Linked DNA regions of Mus musculus: regions 1, 2, 4 and 5 are each linked to region 3. The links are chromatin contacts, called in public Hi-C maps. All regions are on one chromosome and are shown on one strand. Each heading gives the region's core, a stretch centred on a gene start, on an enhancer-like site or on the middle of the called end of the contact. The rest is flanking DNA. Distances are from core to core; before and after follow the strand shown. Region 1 overlaps Alk (anaplastic lymphoma kinase). Region 2 overlaps Alk (anaplastic lymphoma kinase). Region 3 holds the start of Alk (anaplastic lymphoma kinase). Region 4 overlaps Alk (anaplastic lymphoma kinase). Region 5 overlaps Alk (anaplastic lymphoma kinase).

The links. A called contact is a pair of places that touch in the nucleus more often than the background predicts.
Region 1: a contact with region 3 is called in a Hi-C map of the N1E-115 cell line, with 6 times the contacts expected there. The contact joins the enhancer-like site here to the promoter of Alk in region 3. A contact is called at or near these places in 10 of 39 promoter capture datasets (the HPC-7 cell line, embryonic stem cells, hippocampal neurons and 4 more), 4 of 484 Hi-C or Micro-C datasets (the C10 cell line, the N1E-115 cell line, cerebral cortex and 1 more), 7 of 115 datasets of contacts at active chromatin or transcription factors (astrocytes, embryonic forebrain, embryonic stem cells and 3 more) and 1 of 9 other capture datasets (pancreatic islet).
Region 2: a contact with region 3 is called in a Hi-C map of LSK cells, with 4 times the contacts expected there. The contact joins the enhancer-like site here to the promoter of Alk in region 3. A contact is called at or near these places in 3 of 39 promoter capture datasets (embryonic stem cells, hippocampal neurons and liver), 1 of 484 Hi-C or Micro-C datasets (LSK cells) and 2 of 115 datasets of contacts at active chromatin or transcription factors (embryonic forebrain and neural tube).
Region 4: a Hi-C map of the N1E-115 cell line shows a contact between it and region 3, with 5 times the contacts expected there. The contact joins the enhancer-like site here to the promoter of Alk in region 3. A contact is called at or near these places in 3 of 39 promoter capture datasets (cranial neural crest, hippocampal neurons and liver), 2 of 484 Hi-C or Micro-C datasets (the N1E-115 cell line and cortical neurons) and 7 of 115 datasets of contacts at active chromatin or transcription factors (SST interneurons, astrocytes, embryonic forebrain and 4 more).
Region 5: a contact with region 3 is called in a Hi-C map of the N1E-115 cell line, with 5 times the contacts expected there. The contact joins the enhancer-like site here to the promoter of Alk in region 3. A contact is called at or near these places in 4 of 39 promoter capture datasets (embryonic stem cells, hippocampal neurons, liver and 1 more), 1 of 484 Hi-C or Micro-C datasets (the N1E-115 cell line) and 5 of 115 datasets of contacts at active chromatin or transcription factors (astrocytes, embryonic forebrain, embryonic stem cells and 2 more).

The regions. Positions count from the first base shown.
Region 1 is chr17:72,325,150-72,327,849 of GRCm38.p6, reverse strand. All of the region lies in intron 3 of Alk (anaplastic lymphoma kinase), which reads left to right. Among named protein-coding and RNA genes, the nearest start is that of Gm41613, 200 kb to the right of the region's middle. Within about 2 kb of position 1,274, at least 2 of the 459 cell types and tissues checked have an H3K27ac peak or open chromatin away from gene starts, as enhancers often do. A contact at or near this core is called in the N1E-115 cell line, where this site is marked.
Region 2 is chr17:72,157,840-72,160,539 of GRCm38.p6, reverse strand. The region is part of intron 4 of Alk (anaplastic lymphoma kinase); the gene reads left to right. Among named protein-coding and RNA genes, the nearest start is that of Gm41613, 30 kb to the right of the region's middle. Within about 2 kb of position 1,374, at least 29 of the 459 cell types and tissues checked have an H3K27ac peak or open chromatin away from gene starts, as enhancers often do. A contact at or near this core is called in LSK cells, where this site is marked.
Region 3 is chr17:72,602,897-72,605,596 of GRCm38.p6, reverse strand. Alk (anaplastic lymphoma kinase) reads left to right here and starts at 1,290. Exons shown (of 29, transcript NM_007439.2): 1 at 1,290-2,569. The coding sequence starts at 1,888.
Region 4 is chr17:72,189,943-72,192,642 of GRCm38.p6, reverse strand. All of the region lies in intron 4 of Alk (anaplastic lymphoma kinase), which reads left to right. Among named protein-coding and RNA genes, the nearest start is that of Gm41613, 62 kb to the right of the region's middle. Within about 2 kb of position 1,387, at least 5 of the 459 cell types and tissues checked have an H3K27ac peak or open chromatin away from gene starts, as enhancers often do. A contact at or near this core is called in the N1E-115 cell line and SST interneurons, where this site is marked.
Region 5 is chr17:72,274,278-72,276,977 of GRCm38.p6, reverse strand. All of the region lies in intron 3 of Alk (anaplastic lymphoma kinase), which reads left to right. Among named protein-coding and RNA genes, the nearest start is that of Gm41613, 150 kb to the right of the region's middle. Within about 2 kb of position 1,282, at least 31 of the 459 cell types and tissues checked have an H3K27ac peak or open chromatin away from gene starts, as enhancers often do. A contact at or near this core is called in the N1E-115 cell line, where this site is marked.

The DNA of each region.
Region 1 (2,700 bases), core at 25-2,524, 280 kb after region 3:
AATTTATCTGTGGGTGAAAAAGATCTGTGATCCCTCTAGGTGTTATATTTTTTAAGGCATGCATATAAAAGCAAATAAAATACAAATTCATTTAAGAACACCACTAAATTTATAGGACACTGGATGCTCTCTTAATTAACCTTTGCTTTACCAAGTCATTGCATTATCTGTTTCTTTATAAAGCATCTTGATGGATGTCTACAACAACCTGTACTCTGGAGGTCAACAGGCACACTGTAGGACGCTGTACTTGCTGCTGCTGACGCTTACGGTGTTAGCTTCCCTGGAGTCCCTGGTATTTATTCTAAAAGATATTTACAGTAATTACAAAATCCAATTGCAAAGCAAGATGAGAGCTATGATTTCTCTGAAAATTCATTTGAACACTTTGGGAAGATTTGAGAAAGGTAAGCCATTAAAAAGAGAAGTCGCTGCTGGATGAGGCAAGGTCACCTGAGAACAGCTCTGTAGGCTGTCACTACAAAATGCCCAGGAACCCTCGTAGCTGACATGTCCTCCAGTGTGGATGTGACCACAGAGCAGCATGTATACACACAAGCCCTTGATAGGATATGAGATGGCTGCGAACATTAGAGCCGGGGAAGGAAAGCTCAAAGACCTCCAAGAAGACTCCACTGAAAATGAGCTCGAAATTACTATTTTAGGTTGGTGCTTCCCTTTACATAAGTTCCAGCTGGAAATCATGAGCAATGCATTAAGATCATGGTAAATATAAGGGAAGTGACACACATGCAAAGGACATCAAAACTTTGGTGTGTAATACCCATGCTGGAGTAATAAAATGCTTACAACTACTATTTTATGATTCTCATGGTCACCCGGTAGTCTTAGGAACTCCATCTTGGGCTTGTGTCCGATGTTACTCTGTCTTGTTCCTTGTGCTTGTGGACAGTGCTACCATGGGATGGAGCCAGCAATAGTTAAAGGACAACTGCTGCCTACCCAAGAAGTGATTCAGGTGGGAAAGTCAGGAAGTTATACAAGAACCTTGTCATTGCTGTCGTCTTAGGTGACATCCAGTTACCTTTTAACTAAGTACAGGGCTATGTGATGTCATCTGGGGTGGCTTGAATGAGAAATGTCCCGCAAGGACTCAGATATTTAATCACTTCCTTCCCAGTTGATGATGATGCTCTTTGGGAGATGTTATGAGGGGGTACAGCCTTGCTGCAGGACGCACATCACTGGGAAGAGGGTTGGAGTGTTTACTGACTCTCCCTGCTCTCTGATACAGGCTTAGGGTTATAGATGTGATCTCTCAGCTTCCTGCCCTGGCTGCCTGCCACTATGCCTCCACAGACATGACGGATTCTTCTCCCTCTGGAACTGGACCAGAAGAACAAACTCTTCCTTCTGGAAGTTGCTGTTGATCATGGTATTGTATTGCAGCAACAGAAAGTAACTAATATACCACCATTACCAGAAGTGGGACAGAGGTCCCTGAAAACACCCACATCAGTTTTGGAGTGGGCCACAGACTCCCTGAGCAGCCCACACAACTGTTGTTTAAGAACTCCAAGTCACCATGAGGCGGCTAGCAGATTCTGCATTCTCCATAATTGCACCCAATTTTCCAATTGAATTATCGCATGATTTAATTCGTTTGCTGCATCTGGAGAGCATCAGCATTGTGCAGCTGTTGCAGCTTCAAGAGCTAATTGTTGCTAAGCACATTAAAAGTAGCCCTATTGCAATGCACTGGAGTCAGAGGGGAGGGGGTGCAAAGTTATACTTTCCATTTTCTCTTTGGTTGAATCATCACCCAAAGAGCCTGAGGGGGTAGCAGACATTTAAGCCCTGTTAGCTTGGAGATCTCATTGTGCATGGTTACTGTCACTAGATGTAAGCCTTTAAGTGAGCCAGACATATCCCGATACCAAAATACACAGAAACCTGAAAGCCCTGTTTGGAGCATCTTAGAGAATTATGCATAACAAGATTAAGAAAGAAGGCAACACGTCACCAAAAAGGATGAGGAAGTCAATTGTCAGTAAAGCACCCATACACCTACAAAGCCCTTGCCCTCATATTCCAATTATAATAGTTATCCACACACATGCTGCCCTCCCCGTCTAATTGATCCACCTTGGTGTGTGTCAGTGGAGTATCTCCAATGGCCTGCTTCAGCCCCAACTATCATAGTTTATTTGGTATCTCCTAGTCAGAGTCCCAATCTCCAGAAAGCACAGGTTGAACGCTAGCCTTCTTCTCGGTTGGAGTTTGGATTATATGTCTTCTCGAAGTTGATGTGTGGAAAAATCTGTTCGCCAGGTCATCACAATTTGGGGGGGTGTTATAAATATTCTAGGGGGCATGTCTAGTTGGAGGAAGCTGTATGCTGTGGGGGAGGAGTATGCCTTTGGGGAAATGTAATTGGTTCTTAGCTAGGTCTTGATCCCACCCATCCCTCCTGCTAGTTTCTCCTTCCTCTCCCCTCCTCTTCTCTCCCTCCTCCCTCCTATCCACACAATCAGAGCCTCTTTGCTCCATTTCATTCTTGTTTCATGATCAGGTGTCTGGAAGCTGCCGAATCAGGTGATCTAGGACTAACATATCATAACCATAAGCCAATCACAAACGTTTCTTCCTTTACATAGTTTATCTTTGATATTTCACCACCACAACAAGAAACTAACACATCCGTGTTGACTTACAGAGGGTCTCAGGTGTGTGCATAGA
Region 2 (2,700 bases), core at 125-2,624, 450 kb after region 3:
TCCAAGTTTCAGCTCATCTCCGTTAACCTACCTGTGAGAGTTCACTGTGGCATGACCTATTACATTCAAGATAGCGCATTTGTCATGCTTGGCTATTTGGAATATGAGCAAGCATGAGATTAATACATCATCAATACATCATCTTTGGAAAAACACTTAGAGACTATTGAACTCAATTAATCATTCATTGCATATCTATTAAGGATAAGGCATCACGCCAAGCTTTAAGAATAGAACAAAAGCCAACTAAGATACAGACCTTGTTTTTAAAATGCTCACGCTAACATGATATAAGTGTATAAATAAATAATTTCCATCTTCATTTATTTCCTTTGCATACCCATTCACATAGTTATGCTTCCGCTAATAAGGCATCTTGAATTCTGCTTTCAGCTTTCAGTGGAGCCTTTACAAAACCAAATAATGATGGTCAGTTTGGGATTCTCCTTTATCAACCTTAGCCCTTTTGCTGTTTTCTGTTTTGGGCCCCAGTTTCTTTCTTTCTTTTCTTTCTTCCTTTTCTCTCTTTCTTTCCTTTCTTCCTTTCTTTCTTTTCTTTCTTCCTTTTCTTTCTTTCTTTCTTTCTTTCTTTCTTTCTTTCTTTCAACTTCTGGATATTTCCAACTTTTGCTGCTAATTTTTTATTGGTTATTTTATTTATTTACATTGTGAATGTTATCACCCTTCTCAGTTTCCTCTCCACAAGTCCCCTATCCCCTCCTCCCTTCCCCTGCCTCTATGAGGGTGCTCCCCCACCTGCCTACCCACTCCTGACTCAGCAACCTAGTGTTCCCCTATCCTGGGTCATCCAGCCTCCACAGAACCAAGGGGCTCCCCTCCCAGTGATTCCAGATAAGGCCATCCTCTTTGGTTGGTGGTTTAGTTGGGCCCCACTTTCTATCCTAGAGAACATGAGGGCTGAGTTGGCTAAAGTGGCACCCTCTACCCTGCTCTGTTAAGTCAAACTAATGACCTTACATAGATAACAGCCTTCTGTCACAGAGGGAGGCCAGGCTGAGATTAGTGTGCCACCAACTCTCTCTTCTGCAGAATCTACCTAGTCTTCCTATTTGCAACACTGTGGTTATAAAGTTTTCCTGTGACTGAACACTTTAACGTTCTCCCTACAGAGCACTGTTAGCAAAGTGAAGGTGGAGGAAATTACGGAGGGTTAGATTGTTAGACATCATTGTTTTTCCGTTCTTGGCTTTCCAACCAACCTCAGTGAAATGTATGAAATATGATCATGAAGGCTATCTGGAATATTCCCAATAGTATCTTGCCCAAGCCAACCCCACTGCTTCAAAGTCATCAGTCATACCAGGGAAACTGCTTGACATGGCCTGAGCTAATGTTGTTTTGCTCCGGCGCTGCTGTGATTAATTAGACTTTTAGGAGAGCTGGTGAGTCATTCGTGTTCCAGTCTCAGTTTGGGGGTTAGGGATTGACCCCAGCATCCTGCTGAATATAGTAGTTGATGAAACACTACTTATATAACAGGAACCAGGCACCCAGTGGAGCAAGTGACAGACTATTAAAGAGCAAGTAACAGGAACTTTTCAGTTGCCTGAAAAGCAGCCTAAGAGATTGCAGATAATGTAACTGTTCACATGGCACATATTGATAGCACCTGCTTTGTTCCAAACACCTGTCCTGGAGTTATCTAGAACTGTATGTGGGTTGGTTATAGTTGCTGCTGTAGAGGTGACATCCATAAGGCAGGTAGAATGTGAAGGGTCGTGTGTGTGTGTGTGTGTGTGTGTGTGTGTGTGTGTGTGTGTGAATGTCTGTATGTGTGTGTGTGTGTATCTGTATGTGTCTGTATGTGTGTGTGCATGTGTGTGTGTGTGCAGGTGATACATAACTCGAGACCAACAAGTAAAAAGCAAATGAACTGAACAAAGAAGATGAAATAATTCCAACCACACAGAGCCCTCACATTTGCCCTCGGTATGACCTCCAGGAACAAACACAAGGTGGCAGAGGGTGGGACAGATGCATGGGCTGTGAGCTCTGGATCTGGCCCTGTATTTGTGGCCCTGATTATGTCCCCAAACAGCGTCCTGTGGTTCATAATGCAGTGTTGAGCAAGCTGACTGGTATGTGGTGGGTGTTGCAGAAGTGTTTCTTCACCATCTGCTGAGGCACCAAATCATGTGAGGAATGGCCAAACGGATAGCATCAACTCTGTTTTCAGGTGGAGAACTTGAGTCTCCAACCAGTTAAATAAATTGCATGATGTCATGGAGCTGTTAAGCTGAAGGCTCAGGACTGGCCACTGTCGGCTGCCTGGGTGTTGTGCCCGGTGGCCACACAGTTCACATCTTCATGGATAAACCTGTTCAAGTACAGTCACTTCCCCCCATGGAAGTGTGAGGTTTCAAATAGTTAAAGCTTAACAAATACAATGACATGATGTGTTCTCACAGATTGGGGCCTTGGGGTCAGGGTGGGAGATGACTCAGTCAGTTAAGGACTTGCCACATGAGCCTTGCTTTGATTCTCAGAACCCGCATAAAAGCCAGGCATGGTAGCACAGGCTTTCAGTCCCATCTCGGGGTAGGAGAGACACCAGACCCTTGGGGTGAACGGGCCTGGCAGCCCAACCTACTCAAGCTGCAATTAGCGAGCCTGTCTCAAAAGACAAGGTGAATGGCTTCCGAGGAATGAAGCCTGAGGTTGACCTCTGACCTCCACAGG
Region 3 (2,700 bases), core at 41-2,540:
GACTGGAGGGTGGGCTTGGAAGTCTCACATGAGCAAATGATCCAGAACTGGAATTAAAAATATCCGTCTCATGTGTGGTGGTTTATGCTTGTAATCCCAAATCCCAGCACTTGAAAAGCCGGAACAGGATTTCCAAGAGTTCCTAGTCAGTCTAGGCAGTGTAGTGAGTTCAAGCCCAGCCTGGGCTACAAAAACGAGGTCGTATTTCAAAAAAGGCCAAAATAAAAAAAGTGAATAAACAAATAGTGTCGTGGTGGGGTGGTTGCTCAGCGGCAGAGCGTTCGCTTGTCTTATAGAAGGCTCTGAGTTTCATCCCCAGTTTCTGTCTGGAAACCTGTGCAGACACCATTATGAGAAAACCAAGTGGCTGACAGGTCTGACAGCATTTGTTGCGGCTAAAGCCGAAGAAGAACAACTCAGGCTCTCAGGAATGCTTTCAAATAACAGGAGTGTTGGAGAAGGTTCCCTTTCAAGGCTCCAAGGCTCTTGAATCTTGCAGGGCCTCGCTACCCCTGCCTCCTTCTGGTTTTTCTTTGCCTCCAGATTTATTCCGGAACCTGCTCCTCTGAAGTCGGACACATTTAATCTGTTAAATGTATAATTAGACAGAGTGTTTGGTTGCAACGATCGCTTCCAGTTTTCCCATTTATCCAAAATACTCTCTTGTTCGCACAGCGGAGAAATAGGGCAGGCAATCTGGAGGAAGGAACAGGCACCAGCAGCGGGAGGCGGGGCGGGCTTGGTGCTTTTCTCAATGAATACTGAGGCCTCTGCAGATTTGCATAGGAGCAGATCTCGCAGCGGCATTGGCCGGCGGGCTTGGAAGGGGGCGGGGCCGGCTGCGTGGGCTGGGCGGCTGCGCTGAGTTCGCTCTAGAGCCCCGCCCCTCGCGGAGGCCCCGCCCCCCTTCGGCGCGCGCTCGCGGCACTGCCAGCTGCAAGTGGCGGGCGCCCAGGCAGATGCGATCCAGCGGCTCTGGGGGCGGCAGCAGCGGTGGCAACTGGCACCTCCCGCTGCTTCTGTCCAGCGGTTCTCGGGGGGGCAGTAAGACGTTTTCCGTTCGCCCCCTGGCCAGTCAACAAAACCGCGGGCGCTGCTGGTAGGTGAGGAGGGGGCTGGCTACATTGCGGGCTCCTCTGCCCGGAATGTTTTCACTAGTCGCCAGCGGCCAGGGCCGCCCGGGTGCTTGGGAGTGAACTCCGAGGAACCAAGACGTCGGTGACGGCAAGGACGCTGCAAACTTGCGCGCGTGGAGGCAGCGGGAGCCTCCTCTCCGCAACGCAGAGCTCGTGTTCACGCCCAGAAGTTCAGCGGGCAGGGTGATCGATCCGAAGACTTCCTGCAGCGGAGGTCACTTGAGGGGGCGCTAGAAAGCAGCCCCCTCCGGTGGTCCTTGCCTAGACCTGGGAAGGAGCGCAGAGGAGGTGACAGGAGCGGAGGACGTGGGCAAGACAGTGACCGACTCGGAGCCACGGTTCACAGCCTGGAAAGTTGCAGAAGATTGGAAGCTAAGAGGAGAGCTCTGGTCGCCGAGGGCTCCTTGAACGGTACCTAATTGCCACCTCCCTGGTCCCTGAGCAAAGGCCTCTACAAATGGGGCGCAGCACGGCGAGAGGCGCAGGATCCAGCTGTTGAGCCCAGGGTGTCTCACTGTCTCCGAACTACCCCCTGACTTTGTCTTCCGTTTTGCTGAGAACCCTTCTCGCCTCCTTGTAGCTTGGGAAAAGCAAGGGCGCTCTATAGTGTACACACAGTCCCTGAGATCTAGTGGAAGGAGCCATTCAGGACCAAGGACTATTTGGAGCCCTTTCCTGTTTGGGGGAGAGTGAAGGGCGAGGCTGGACCAGCAAGGGAAGGGAGACTAGTGTAAACTCGCCCTCCAGCGGGATGGGAGCTGCTGGGTTCCTGTGGCTGCTGCCTCCACTGCTTTTGGCAGCAGCCTCGTACTCCGGAGCTGCAACCGATCAGCGCGCGGGTTCCCCAGCCTCAGGGCCTCCTCTGCAGCCCCGGGAGCCGCTCAGTTATTCGCGCCTGCAGAGGAAGAGTCTGGCAGTGGACTTCGTTGTACCCTCGCTCTTCCGCGTCTATGCCCGAGACCTGCTGCTACCGCAGCCACGGTCCCCCTCGGAGCCCGAGGCTGGCGGGCTGGAGGCGCGGGGATCACTGGCCCTGGATTGTGAGCCTCTGCTCAGGCTGCTGGGGCCACTGCCTGGAATCTCCTGGGCAGATGGAGCCAGTTCTCCTAGTCCCGAGGCGGGTCCGACGCTGTCCAGGGTGCTGAAGGGAGGCTCGGTGCGCAAGCTCAGGCGTGCCAAACAGCTGGTGCTGGAGCTGGGCGAGGAGACGATTCTTGAAGGCTGTATTGGTCCCCCAGAGGAGGTAGCGGCTGTGGGGATACTCCAGTTCAACCTCAGCGAGCTGTTCAGCTGGTGGATTCTCCACGGCGAAGGGAGGCTGAGGATCCGCCTGATGCCTGAGAAGAAGGCATCGGAAGTGGGCAGGGAGGGAAGGCTATCCAGTGCGATCCGAGCCTCCCAGCCCCGCCTTCTCTTCCAGATCTTCGGGACGGGTGAGCAGCTCCCACTAGAGTGTGTTGGGATTTGCATTTTTAGTTATACGACATGTAGACACTGCTAACTAACTCTTATTCTTCTAGCCCCCTTTTCATCGTACTTGAACTTAGACCCGTGGTTTCTTTTT
Region 4 (2,700 bases), core at 138-2,637, 410 kb after region 3:
TTTATCTATGTATCTATGTATCTATGTATCTATGTATCTATATATCTATGTATCTATGTATCTATGTATCTATGTATCTATCTATCTATCTATCTATCTATCTATCTATCTCTCTCTCTCTCTCTCTCCATAACCCCCTGGGTCCTAGCCTTGTAGCAGCTTCTCCAATCTCACATTCTCTTGTAACTATATATGAGTTCAAGGCGCATTAGGACCTGAAGAGTATTTCAGTTGTGGCATCTTGGGGCATTGAATTCCAGCTCTTTCTGCAACCCCAGGCCCATGGAAGAGTCTTTTCAAGAACCAGGCTCTGACTTGCCTGGCCTCAGCCAGTAGTGTGTACATCCAAACTCAGCTTTGACTTGCCCCAGCCAGTGGGTTGCCAATCATGTTGTAAAACAGACCACCTCTTTGCAGATCCACTGGAGCTCATTGGAAAAGCTTGATAGTGGTCCCTTGGCTTTGAAACTTTAGAAAGACATCCAGGGCCTCCATAGCTCTAAGCCTCCAGTGTATTTCCATAAAGCAGTAGTAATACCTTGTAAGATCATTGTGAAAAATGACAACCAGCACATACTTGCTATTTACCATATTCATGGTACTGGGGCATATGGCTTCATTTAATAGTTCAATTTTTCTATAAACAAGTACCATAACAATGTATATATAACTCCCAAGATAATGTCAGAATCTACTAATTCCCTCTGTTTTTCTACTGTTTTATTTACTTTTGTTTGTGCCCTGGAGTCATGTAGAGCAAGCCCACTTCTCCTACCAACAGACTCTTTCATCCCTTTGAGGATACCTTTCATATCTTGCCTCCCCAAACTCTGCAGTGGGAGAATTTTTTTCTATAACTCATTTCCAGAGTTCTGTCTGCCACTCAGATAGGATCTTTCCAATGATTTCCCTCCTGCTGAGTTGGCCCAAGCTTAGCTCACTGTTTTACTGGCTGTGCCTTGGCCCCAGAGCCCCCAGCCACCACTAAAGTTGACACCATGAGGAGCCATGGAGGCTGCTAAGCATTTCACAAGGACCATTTCTTAGACAATTTGCATCTTTCCCTTCCAGGGAGAGAATCCTCAAGTTTCTCTCGCAGGGAAAGAAGGACTTTCTTGTTTGCCATCCCCATTCCTTAGAAACATCTGATTCAAAAAGAAATTTAATTCCAGCCTCGATGTACGCGTCATCTCGCTTCGTTTGTCATCCCTCTAGCCTGCCAGCTCTGCCCCTTTGTTCCCCTAATTGCCAAAGACATTTTTATACTGAGTCAATTGCATCAGGCTCAATGCAAAATGAATCAATTTGAGGAGGATATAAGCTGCACTCTTGTCTCAAGTGTGCGTTAACATTCAGATGAGCTATTTAAAATGGGTCCAGGTTGGTGCCAGAGAGACAACCTCATCTCTATTCTGACTCATTGCCTGCTCCTGGACTCCAGAGATGGAAGCCTGGGAGCTCTCTCTCAGTCTCTCTCTCTCTCTCTCTCTCTCTCTCTCTCTCTCAAGAGAGGAATTAAACTAGATGATATCTTTGAAGAGCTCAGATTTAAGGATCTGGTGGACAAAAGTTGAGTTTGGCTTGATGAGTTCACCGTGAAATAAAAGATGGGTAGAGGAGACAAAAGTGAGAAGAGATTCTATGCCCCCTTCACTCTCTTGCTCGCCATACCTCCCGCACGCACATACATACAAAACCCAGTTGAAGTACAGATCGTACAGCCACAAGTCTTTGGATGTAAAACAAAGCAAACACGAGCAGCAAATGGCACCTGTCAACACTTTGATTTCAAAATTAAACAGTGTTATAAGACGGGTGTGGATATGAAGCTACCCTGCGTACACAGGGCTGTGTGGTGATTCAGTGGGTTCATTCTTCTGTCATCAGGAGAGTCCGATAATATCTCCATTAGTAGCAAGAGGTTTAAAGACGGGAGCGAGGGGCAACACCAGAACAATTGCCTGATTTATGCTTTTTCAATCACCTGGGCTCATGGCCTAAACTGGTAATGGACTCTATCCATCAAAAAATTATTCTATCTGGCATGCAGGCTTCTGAAGAGATCTGGATGTCCTCGCAGAGAATTGGTTAAATGATTTAATGTATGGGAAAGCTCTTAGCACAGTGCCTCAGTAAAAGCTGGAGGAATCTATTTGGTCCATTTTAATTAGATGCTTCAGATATTGTGATACATCACACACACACGCACACACACACACACACACACACACACACACACACACACACACGAGATCCTACAGCCCTGAAGTGTACAACTCTTAGCAGTATACAAGTGTCTTTTCAGGAAGGTATACCAGAGCATCACTGTGCCTCAGTGTCTCTCCTTTGTGTTCTCTGAAGTACGCCAGGTCTACATTAGCTCACCAGCCTTGCACACTTCTGTTTTTCCTTCAACTTCATCAAGACATACATACATACCTTACATGTTCGTGTCAGTGTCCCCAAGTCCAAGACAGCACCTGCCACAGATGAGGTGTTCAATACATTTTGAAACTGTAAAACTTTCAAATAGTATCAATAGGCTGGAGAGATGACTCAGTTGGAAAAGTACCAGGTATGCAAGAATGAGGGCCTGAGTTCAAAGCCCACAGAAGAACCCAGTTGTGGGGATAAATGTTTATAATCCCAGGAGAGAAAGAAATGGGAAGATCTGTGGAGATTTCTGGCCAGGGCATCAGT
Region 5 (2,700 bases), core at 33-2,532, 330 kb after region 3:
GACCTTGGTCCTGAACACACACCATGCACACTCCGCTCTGGGCATGACTTCACACTACATAGTATCAATACAAGCTAAGACACCTTGGCTCAGATGCACTGTATGCATAGAATGCAAAGTTTTTATTGTACAAAGCTTTCTGTTCTTAGAGAAACATGCTGGTTTAATTACAGAAAACAAAGACTTCCAATATGTTCCTACCGTCATCTCCCAGTATGTAAATATCAAATTAGTATATCATTGGATTACACTGTGTTAGAATGTTTGATTTTTAAAATTGCTCTTTGAATTGCCGACTTTCATATCATGAAAACAGAGTTCCTCAATGAATTTTGGCTTAGGATTAGGATAAAGTTTCTCACAGTTTCTGAAATGGCCCTAAACAAACTTCTGCCATTTTGTACAGCACAATTGTGTGAAACGCTGTTCTCAGCACTGATGAGAGAAATCAAAATATTGGTCAATTCTACAGAACATTGAAGATGCCCACTACCTGCCATACTAAATATCCAGTCAACATTTAATTCTTTACATAAAATAAATAATCATAGTCACCTCGTTAGTAAACAAATTTGATGTATTCTTTACTGAACTATATGCACACCAAAGAATTTCTTTTAAAATTTTTCCAGAAGGTAAAGGAAGGAGGAGAAATGATATAATTATAATTGCAGAAAAGAATCCATTTTAAAATTTCCTCATGATTTGTCATCAGTAAATGTCTGACTTGGATACCTATGTAAAATATCTGATATCAAGTAAAACTTTCTCACTCATAAAATGGTCACAGATGTGAAACGTCTAGGAAACTTGTCTGAAGGATACCACATGAGGGTCCTCTATGGTCATCTCATAAAGGTCCACTATGAGCTCTGTCTTCTTGGTAGGATGGGGAGCTAGAGTAGGAGGCAAACCCCAAGCATGGTTGGCTCTCTCACTTGGCAGACATCAGTACCACACCCTCCTTTACATCCTCACAAAGCTATCTCCTCCCCATCTCTGCACCCCTTGCCTTTTTGTCTCTGCCACAGTCCTCCTACTAAGATGGAAAAAAAACGGGTCCTCCACAGGCTTTCAAAGTTTTGATAAAGTACGATGCCAGAGAGCGGCAGACTCTCTGGTATCCAAACTCGTATTTAAATCACTGGGAAGGTTCCCCGTCTGTCAGGAAGCCACATCTTCCTGGACAGAATTACTCATCAGATCTTCAGGACCAGTTGAAACATCTTCGCTGCCAGATTTTTTTTTTTAACCCTAATGCAAAATCTGTATGAGTCACTTTCCTTGTTAGGCATTAAGGAATGTATTATTCTGTTTGGTTGTGTGACCCAAGAAAGGGGAAGCTAGCTGTGTGTGGGGAGATTTCTGAGGGCTTCACAGCAGATGGAAAGAGTCCCTGTCACATTGGGCTTGTCAGCACTCATTCTTACTTGAGTGGTCATCTTTCACATGCTTGCAAACACAATGGGCATGGTGGCAGAGGTAGGGAGCCGGAAAGCTCTTCTCGCTTGCCATCCTGTTGACAGCGTCCTGATTTGTGAAGCTGTCCAGGCTCCCTGTTCCCTGTCACCATTGCTGCCTCTGCCACTTCCCATCAGGGAACTGGAATTCCATCTCCCTCCTTCCTCTCTTTCCCATTCAGTATTTTAGACTAGTCTCACAGTTCCACACAGGCATTTTTGTGGTCACCAGCTAGCACACTGACTTTGTCTTCCCAATCATGGAATGGGATATTATTTTCTATGTCTGTTTTCTTTTAGCAGTTCAAGATACTTACATTTTATTAATAATAATGAACCATTATAATCCCATTAACAAACGGCATTGTTTTTCTACGGAATACCATAACAAAATTATGTTTATGTCAAGCCGAGTATTATTCCTCAAATTTCATTCTTGACTCTGCCACCAGGATATTCACAGTAAATTCACTGGTGAGTTATATATTTTTTAAATTAGCTCTAATTTTATTATATTTAAATTTACAATTCTAAGCAGCAGAAGAGACAAGTTTAAAGGAAATGGGAGACTTGTAAACCTCATTTTCAGCTCAACACAAATCAAATGAACCAAAATTCTTCAAAGAAGTAGATGTAAATATATAAAGTTGTATATTCCCCTTTGATTATTGCTTTAATTATAGCCACTGGTGTCTGATATGTAGTGTTTATTGTTTATTAGACACTTTATGGTTTAACTTTCTAATTCCTTTTCCTATGTAGCAATGGGGCTTTTAGTCATACAGGAAAGATGGCTTTACTTTTATTTTCTCTTTAGTGTGAAATAGTTATTTTTAAAGAAAAATAAAATAAAATGATTGTGCCCCTATAAAGAAATGTTGTTTATTGTATTTTCAGTTTATAGAAACTTGGGGAGTTTCAGTGAACAAATACGTATTACATTTTGTGGCTCTTTTTGCCACCATCGATGCTATGGTATTTCTGCCATGCCCATGTGGCTTTCTTAAGTCTTCTTAAAGCTCTCTCTGGGCAGCATCATCTCAGTTGCATGGGGCTGGGGGCAGGGAGACTGTGTTTTAGTCTTTCCCTTCTAGTGTTTCTCTGTCTCTCTGGTGTCAGGTGCAGTTTCTATCATAGAAAGGAAGACGTGCTGGGAGTCAGGTGGGGATGTTCATGATGACCGCCCTGTGATTTTTGTCTTTAGCATCAGGAGTCACCTCTTTCTTTGCCTTCTGAGCTA